2 separate regions of the Mus musculus genome follow, and region 1 is linked to region 2. The links are chromatin contacts, called in public HiChIP or PLAC-seq maps. All regions are on one chromosome and are shown on one strand. Each heading gives the region's core, a stretch centred on a gene start, on an enhancer-like site or on the middle of the called end of the contact. The rest is flanking DNA. Distances are from core to core; before and after follow the strand shown. Region 1 overlaps D630045J12Rik (RIKEN cDNA D630045J12 gene). Region 2 has its middle 24 kb from the start of Gm33318.

Region 1 (4,845 bases), core at 1,643-4,142, 700 kb after region 2:
GGGGAAGTCACCACCTTCAACCACCATAAAAACAGGGCAACTCATCTGTGCTTAAACACAACACAAAAGCCATCTACACAGAGAAGATCAATAAAGCAGTGCCCCGCCCCCGACGGGGAGTTCACGGCTCTTAACATACCCCGAACGTCGCTTTCTGAAGCACTAGGAGCTAGTTTTTCGGTTCCTTAAAAATAAAATCTTGACTAAAGCCAGGCTGGCACTGTATCCCCATCCTCCACGTGAAAATGGGCTTTAATCAGTTTCTCATAGGAGAGAGATCATGGTGAATTTGAGTCTTTAATATTCAAATTACAGCAGTTATTTCTGAAGAAAGATGGTCCTTTTGTTCTTTCTTTTTCTCAACCTATCATCCCAGGGACAATCAAGTTGTCTGGGCCCCATGGGAACGCACTGCTGACAAGTCAGGGAGGTGTAGGCGAGCAGGTCAGCCAAGTAACAAGAGAGAGACGTGATGAATTCTCAAACATGTGAGCCATAAATATAACAAGACCCAGATGGAACAAAACGCAGCAGTGAAGCCCCAAGTGCCCAGGCCTGTCTGATCCCCAAGGACAGGGCAGTTAAGATGGCCATAGAAACCATACAGCAAACCCCAAAAGAGTCTGACCCAAAGAACCCATGCTGGTGTGGGGAGTGCCGTTGTAGAATTTTATTACTTGACTGATAACAATTGGTGAAAAATCTCCACAGCCATCAGGTTGTCTCCATTTAAAGAGTGAAGACAAGGCAGAGTTATAGCCACCTGTTTGTCCTCCCTGTGGCCACCAGGACCCCGTGGTCTCTGAGGTGGGAGAACACTCCAAGGTTCTGGTACCCAGCGGCCACCCTGAATCATGGGTAGCAGCCGGGGTGACTGAGACATGAGTGCTAAGAATGCAGAAGGTTTCAGCAGAGTCTAGAGCTAGGAGGAGCACTGCATTTCCCCTAAGCCACCACCCACAGAGCCTTCCCGAGTGACCACTGCAAGCGGACAGCTGTCCAGCCTGCTCCTCTCGTCAGACCCTGCCATGGCTGCCTGTGTCCCAGCTCCAATCTCACATGCATCTACAAGCCTCTTAAGAGCGTCCTCTGTTATATGGTTTAGGCTATGCTCTTCCTTACAAGCTTGCTCCAACTCCACTTAGTTCCTTACAACCCAGTCAGGGTTTCTATTCCTGCACAAACATCATGACCAAAAAGCAAGTTGGGGAGGAAAGGGTTTATTCAGCTTACACTTCCACATTGCTGTTCATCACCAAGGGAAGTCTGGACTGGAACTCAAGCAGGTCAGGAAGCAGGAGCTGATGCAGAAGCCATGGAGGGATGTTCATTACTGGCTTGCTTCCCCTGGCTTGCTCAGCCTGCTCTCTTATAGAACCCAAGACTACCAGCCCAGGGATGGCACCACCCACAATGGGCCCTCCCTCCTTGATCACTAATTGAGAAAATGTCCCACAGCTGGATCCCATGGAGGCATTTCCTCAAGGGAGGCTCCTTTCTCTGTGATAACTCCAGCTTGTATAAAGTTGACACTCAAAACCAGTCAGTACACATCCCTTCCGAAGTTGTGGTGGTTTACGTAAGAATGGCCCCCTATATCAGTTCATATATGTGAATGCTTGGTCACCAGGGACTCTTTGAAAGGATTACAAGGATTGGGAGGTGTGGCCTTGTTGGAAGAGTGTGTCACTGTGGGGGAGCTTTGAGATTTCAAAAGCCCATAGCATGCCCAGTCTCTGTGCTGCCTGTGGATTCGGATGTAGAGCTCTCAGCTGCTTCTCTAGCACCATGTCTGCCTGTCTGTTACCGTTCTCCTCACCATGATGATAACGGACTAACCTCTGAAACTGTAAGTGAGGCCCCAGTTAAATGCCTTCTTTTGTACCAGCTTCCTTGGTCATGGTGTCACTTTTCACAAGAGAACTGGTGACTAAGATAGAGGTCCATACTGTCTCTTCCAGCCAAGCGTCGCCTCCTCTCAGAAGGCAGCAGTCACACACACACACACACACACACACACACACACACACACTCTGCCTGCAGCTGCCACAGCCCACATACAATATGCCTGTACTACTCGAGGTCAATGGGGGGGCGGGGAGAGACTTTTTTCTCTGAAACTATCACCCCACAAGACTGAGAATGCCTGCTGTCTGTTTTTGTAATTTAGTCTGGCCTGCGCATTTAGGAGTCTGGACAATGGATGAACATGACATGGGCAACTCCTTCTGGCTGTACACAGTGCCAACCTTAGTAGCAACTGAGGGTGTGAACCACCCAGGGGCTACAATTCCATGCTAATAACTGGTATAGGCCATCCCGATCATCAGAGAAACACATTCCCACGGGGCTGGCAGCATCCAGCCATTTATGGTGAGAAGGATCCATAGTACCAAATGATAGCTTTGGATAGAGATTAAAGCAAAAACAAATAAAGGAGAGATACTTAGAGTTTCCCCCCTTTATTACTGGAAATAAGAAAAGGCCCTGCCTGGAAACCTAAAACAGACTGGCCTCTCCCTCTTATCATATTTCAAAAAATCATGGACCCCCAGACAATCTGAAGCAGTCTCTTCGTTACAAGGGAAGGGGTGGTAAGCGCAGGTCAGTAGATTTATTTTTTCCAGATGTTTGTAACTCTGAGATTTGCTGGAGGATTTCACAGAGTAACCCGGGGCAGCATCAGGGGTGGGCTGAGCAGGATAGGGAGAGAAAGCCACAGGAGCAGAGAGGTGAACCCTAGAGTCACAGGAGGACAGCACCTCGCTGATTACCTCAGGGGGCAGCGACAGACCTGTCACCACAGCTGTGTAGCCTCAGAAGAGAGTGGAGAGGTTTGTTTTAAACCAAGAGAAGGTCGCCATCTTCCTACTGCAGACCCATGTACAGAGTGTCTGCACAGAGAGCAGCAAATAAGACACGGTCTCGCCTCCTGACGGTGTGAGCAGGCAGCCTTCTCCTTGGGGTTCTGCCATGCGGATCTTTGCTGCAACAAGGCTGTGTGCACACAGAGACCCTGCAGCCCCTGGAGAAGAAGAAGAGCAGCTCCACAGGCTACAAGTTCTATTTGGAACCATCCATTTGATTTATAGCAACATCTGCCACATGGAACTAGCCCAGAAGTGAGAGGAGAGAGCTTGGGGATAGCCTGTCTTCACTTCAGGAGATGCTGACCTCTGATAGTTTATGATGGGCAAGGCTGCCACAAGGCGTATGTATCCCAGAAACAGAGCACAGAAAAGGCCTAAGCACACAGGGTTCAGTCCCCTGTATCCTGTTCAGTCCTCTTTCTCCAGAACAAAACAATTCCCTCCCTATCGTTGACCCGATTTCATGCTGTGAATCACTGAGCACCAAGACAGGCTGCACCTTCCTCACATCAATTGTTACTGTAACAATACCAACTCTAGATGCTCGCAGACTGTGGAAATAAGAAACGGGAAAGAGAGTCTGTGTGTAAAATACTGCTCATATGTTTGATAGCCACAAGCTTGTAAAATAATTAAGATTTTGCATAGGATTAATTCATAAGGGAACAAAATACTCTTTACTACTTTTTCACTTCGTAGGCTGTGGTCTGTAATATTTATGGTATTTGTTTTCTTTTTCCATTTTGATGGGTTATGTGTGTGGTGTATGGTGGATGCATGCTCACATGTATGTGAGTTGATATGTGCTGGTTCCCCTTGAGCCCAGAGAGTGAAGATTCAGATTCCTGTAGTCTAACTGGCCATCTTGTCCCAGAGATCCTGTTTTGACCTCAGGTGCTCTGGGATTAGCCAGGATTCCCCAGTTCTTATGTGGGCACAGGGGGATCTGAACTCTGATCCTTGCACTTGCATGGCAAGTTCTTAGTCACTGAGCAATCTCCACAGCCTGTTTTGTTTAGTTTTGTTTCATTTTGTTTTTGGAAACAGCATCTCACTATATTGTCCCTGCTGGCTTTGAGCCTGATCTTCCTGCTTTTACCTCCCAAGTGCTGGGATTGCAAGCACCTCTGTGCCTGGCTAAGAGAGATTTTCTTTGAAAGACCATCTGAATAAAATCAGGTTACCATGGCAATCTTTGATTTCTTGCTCTTCTGTCATTTGCTTGATCTTATCACTTTCAGAATAGAGCAAGCCTTCCAAGTAGGAAAGATCTGCACAGTAGGCGCATGCTAACAATATAGCAGAACGGACTAAACAGGCTGGCTGGCATGCATGCTGAACAAGGTCTACAGCTAGAGACTGTCTCTGGAATGCAGGCCAGGTTTCTGCTCACACCAGGTCACCTGAGAGATGCTGACCCCAAGTCAATTTCTTCAATATGGAACCTCACATGACAAAACACTCCTAAGTAAAAGGATCACTGTTCTACAAAACATAATGCTTTGGAGAGACAGATGAAAAATGGGGAGCACGAAACAAAACAAACAAACAAACAAATAGGAAGTCCAGCAGTAGCATGGGAAACATGGACAGACACTGAGAAAAAAACCTGGAGGATTTGGGGCTGAGATTTCTTTGATCTTATCTAAAGAAAATCAAATCTGGAACTCAGGTGACACATAAGCAGTGTTGTCCATTTTAAGAAAAGCATTCAGAGCGCTACAGTAGACAATGGCTCCCTAGAACTGTGAAGAACTGGAGTACGCTGGAAGATTGGGGTCCATTCATAATCCTGATGTTTAAATGTTTAAAACATGAGTGACCAAATTTTAATAATTAAATGGGGACTAGAGAGAGATGGCTCCGTGGTTACTTCCTGATGGTTCAGAGCACTCACACTGGGTAGCTTGCCACCACGTCTACCTTCAGGTATGCACGCAGATGTACAAGCACGCGCCCGCGCGCGCGCGCGCAC
Region 2 (4,309 bases), core at 374-2,873:
GCAATAAAGTTTTGCCGCAGAAGATTTTGGTTTGTTGCGTCTTTCCTGGCCGGGCGTGAGAACGCTATTAAGAGGTTTGGGGTCCACTCTGCATCTGGTACTATAAACCTGGTCAAAAGTCCATGGTTGAGAAGGTCGGAGACCATAGTATAGGCGTCCTTTTCCCTCCCTAAATGGATATGATGTGCTCATCAGATGTCTTCTGCACAATTGTATTTATGTGTATAGATTAGTGCTGCTGTCTGCTTTACTCAGAGAAACTGCCTTCTGCAGTAGGTTCCTTGTAGTCTCAGCACTCAGGAGATGGAGGTAGAAGAATCAAGAGTTGAAGGACAGGCCAGGTGGTAGCAGAACAAGCCTGTGATCCCAGCACTTGGGAGGCAGATGCAGGTGGATCTCTGTGAGTTCAAGGCCAGCCTGGTCTACAAAGCATGCTCTAGAATATCCAGAATAGCAAGGGCTGTTACACAGAGACAACTTGTCTCAAAAACAAACAAACAAAAAACACAAAAAAATTCAAGGACAGTCTCAGCTACATAATAAATTCAAGGTTAATCTAAATGACACCCTGTCTCAAGCAACAATGGCAGCAAAAACAATAAAAAAACCAACTAGCCAACCAAACAACCAAACCAAAAAACCAAACCAAACCAAAACAAAACAAAACAAAAAAACCCTATTTTTAAAAATGGGGGATACAGTAAAAGCAACAGTAAGAAAATATAGCATCAAAATATATGCAAAGAAAATATGAAAGATGACAAAAATCAATCTAAGGTTTCACTTTAAGAAACTAAAAACCAGGGCTGGAGAGATGGCTCTGTTGGTAAAGTGCATGCATGCAAGCATGGTGGCTTGAGTCAGAGCCCAGAACACAAAGAAGGATGGCACAGGGTTGTGAATGCCTCTTATCCCAACAGTGGGCAGGCAGAAGCAAGCAGGTCCTGGGATTCCCAGTCTGTTGATGAACTCCAGGCCAGAGAGAAAGACTCTGCCTCCCATGTACATGGGCACATGTGTGCACACACACACACTGAGAAAGAGACAGAGAGACAGAGAGAAACTGAGTGTATCTCAGTGGTAGAGAACTTACACAGTATGTGAAAAGCCCTGAGTTTGGTTTTCAGAACTGCAAGGAAGAAAAGAAAGGAGGGAGGGGACAGACAGAAGGACTGAGGGAAGAATAGAGGGAGGAAAGAACAGAAGAGAAAGATAAATGGGAGGGAAGGAAAATGGAAAGGAAAGGGAAGGGGAAAGGAGGGAAAGCGGGAGGGAAGGGAGGAGGAGGGGAGGGGGAGGGAGGAAGGAAGGCTATTATGACTAGTCTGTGCCTACATATTTGAAAACCTAGATCAATCCCCACATGCAGAAACATGAGTAGGTCTATCTCTGGTAAAGAAATGGAATCGGTAGTGAACACAGTTTTAAAACAGAAAGTACAGGACCAGATGTTCAACAGATGGCGTCTACCAAACAAAGAAGAAACTGTACCAGCTTTCTGCAGCCTCCTAAACAGAGCCAGAAAGGAAACTTCCTAAGTTATACGAGGAGCTCTGCATTACCATAATGCAAATCAGACAACAAGATTACCAGAAAGGAATTCTACAGACCAGAGTGTGTGTCACATAAATTCTCAACAAAATGTTACCCAGCCCCGCCATGCATTAAAAACCGACATACCACAGTGTCTTAGTTGAGGTTTTATTGCTGTGTCAAAAATGCCTTACTGCTGAATCTCATAGAGGCATTTCCTCAACTGAGGCTCCTGCCTCTCTGATGACTCTAGCTTATGTCAAGTTGACACCCAAAATCAGCCAGTATTCACAGCTAAGTGATATTTATTCTAGTTATACAAAGATGATTGATCACTTGAAAACAATTATCTCAATCACCTCCACACACGAAAGAATAAAAAACAGAGACAAGATCAAGAAGTTTCTTAAAACTGATAAGCAATTATAACAGTTATATGAGGAAAGAAAAATTGATTCACAAAAAAAACTATCTGCCCTTTCCTTCCCTCCCTTCACCCATTCTTTCTATCTTTTAAAAATTATATTATTATTATGATAATGAGGATGATAATGATGCATGTGTGTGTGTTTGTGTGTTCCTGCATGTATACATGATCGGAAGATGTACAACAGCACATTTGTGGGGATCAGAAGACAACATTTGGAGTTAGTTCTCTTCTTCCACCTTTATATAGGTACTGGGATCAAACTCAGGTTACCAGACTGGAGCAGCAAGTGCCTTTACATGTTAAGCCATCTCAAAGGCCCTCCTTCATTTTTTTCTTTCTTACATTTATTTTTTAAGAATCCTGCTATGTAGGACTAGACGCATGGCTCAGTTGGTAAAAGCTATCTTACAACCAAGAAGACAAGAATCTTGCTATGTAGTTCAGTCTTTAACTCATAGTTTTCTTGCCTCAGATTCCAGGATGTTGGGACTGTAAAGTATGTATCACCATGCCTAGTTACATGCCAGTACTGAGCAAGACAATGTACTTGACTACCAAAACTATATATCTGATTTATATATATGATATACATATATATGATCTACCTTAGGAAAATGTGAAATAAAAGATCTAAACAGATAATTTCCATGTACACGGGAGAAAGCTGAAATAATGCAAAGACATCATTAAACCCAATTGCACTTATGGATTCAATGCAATTCCAATCAAAGTCTTAAGTCATCGTTTGAAAATCAACAAAGTAATTCTAAGATTTATATGGAAAGCGAAAAACTTCAAATAGCCAACACCAATTTGAAGGAGAGTATGGATGTCAGAGGGCTAACACTACCCAATTTCAGGACTTGCTATAGAAACTTTGCCCCTTCTTAGAATTGGGAACAAAACACCCATGGAAGGAGTTACAGAGACAAAGTTTGGAGCTGAGACGAAAGGATGGACCATCTAGAGACTGCCATATCCAGGGATCCATCCCATAATCAGCTTCCAAACGCTGACACCATTGCATACACTAGCAAGATTTTGCTGAAAGGACCCAGATAGAGCTGTCTCTTGTGAGACTATGCTGGGGCCTAGCAAACACAGAAGTGGATGCTAACAGTCAGCTATTGGATGGATCACGGGGCCCCCAATGGAGGAGCTAGAGAAAGGAGCTGAAGGGATCTGCAACCCTATAGGTGGAACAACAATATGAACTAACCAGTACCCCCCACCCCCGGAGCTCATGTCTCTAGTTGCATATGTATCAGAAAATGGCCTAGTCGGCCATCAGTGAAAAGAGAGGCCCATTGGTTGTGCAAACTTTATATACCTCAGTATAGGGGAATGCCAGGGCCAAGAAGTGGGAGTGGGTGGGGGAGCGTGTGGGTGACTTTTGGGATAGCATTGGAAATGTAAATGAAATAAATGCCAAAAAAACAAAAACAAAAACAAAAACAAAAACCAGGCAGTTCATGGAAAAGTGGGTGCACTCTCCAGAAAAACACCTAGCAACTTCTAGCAACAGACCCACTCACACTCAACTCAGCCTTGATGAAGGAACTAAGGCAAACCCATGTGTAAATGATAAAATTTCTTGTTTTTAGGATTTATTTTTATTTTATGTGTATGAATGTTTTACCTACATGTATGTATATGCACCATAAATGCATGTAGTACCCACAGAGGCCAGAAGAGGCCATCAAATTCCCTTGGTGCTGGAGTCATATATGGTTGTGAATTACCATGTGGGTGCTTGGAATTGCACCTAGGTTCTCGGCAAGAGCAGACATTGCTCTTAACCTCTAAGCCATCTTTCTAGTCCAAAGCTAATCTTTCAATAAATCACACTGAAGTAGAAAAGCACAGCAGCAACAACCCAAGTGAAAAATATAAAAAGGAAGAAAAACACTAAAGACCTTTTCATCATGCTTGGTACTGAAAACTTAGTCAATTATGAAGGGCTAGTAAAATAAAATGGACCTCAAAGGAGGGCCTACAACCCCTACTTTACTAAACCAGAATATCCCTAACAACATCTAAACATTTGTCCATATACCCACAGAAAGATATGACCCTCACCCCTTGTCAAGGAAATTTCTCTTTGCAACGAACAGAGACCATTACAGAACCACAACCAATAAAAATGCAAAGTTGTGGAGCCCAGTCCCAAAGGATACACATACAGAGCAACTCCTACACCTAAGCACAGGGAACACTCTAGAAGTCAGGGGGAAGACTGTAAAAGCTATAGGGTCAGGGAGTCTGCTGTGTGACTGTGTCTCCCAGTGTTGTCACAAGCAACAACTATAAAGTCATCAACATGACTGATGAACATGAGCTGAACAA

What was found. HiChIP or PLAC-seq counts read pairs in DNA pulled down with a chosen protein or histone mark.
Region 1: an H3K4me3 HiChIP or PLAC-seq map of craniofacial prominence shows a contact between it and region 2, with 6 times the contacts expected there. The contact joins two enhancer-like sites. A contact is called at or near these places in 1 of 15 datasets of contacts at CTCF or cohesin (pro-B cells), 19 of 484 Hi-C or Micro-C datasets (B cells, the HL-1 cell line, the MC3T3-E1 cell line and 10 more), 4 of 115 datasets of contacts at active chromatin or transcription factors (craniofacial prominence, embryonic stem cells, extraembryonic endoderm stem cells and 1 more) and 1 of 9 other capture datasets (embryonic stem cells).

What each region holds. Positions count from the first base shown.
Region 1 is chr6:38,162,894-38,167,738 of GRCm38.p6, forward strand. The region is part of intron 10 of D630045J12Rik (RIKEN cDNA D630045J12 gene); the gene reads right to left. Among named protein-coding and RNA genes, the nearest start is that of Gm52858, 25 kb to the left of the region's middle. Within about 2 kb of position 2,893, at least 20 of the 459 cell types and tissues checked have an H3K27ac peak or open chromatin away from gene starts, as enhancers often do. A contact at or near this core is called in craniofacial prominence, where this site is marked.
Region 2 is chr6:37,464,543-37,468,851 of GRCm38.p6, forward strand. No RefSeq gene overlaps it. Among named protein-coding and RNA genes, the nearest start is that of Gm33318, 24 kb to the left of the region's middle. Within about 2 kb of position 1,624, at least 60 of the 459 cell types and tissues checked have an H3K27ac peak or open chromatin away from gene starts, as enhancers often do. A contact at or near this core is called in craniofacial prominence, where this site is marked.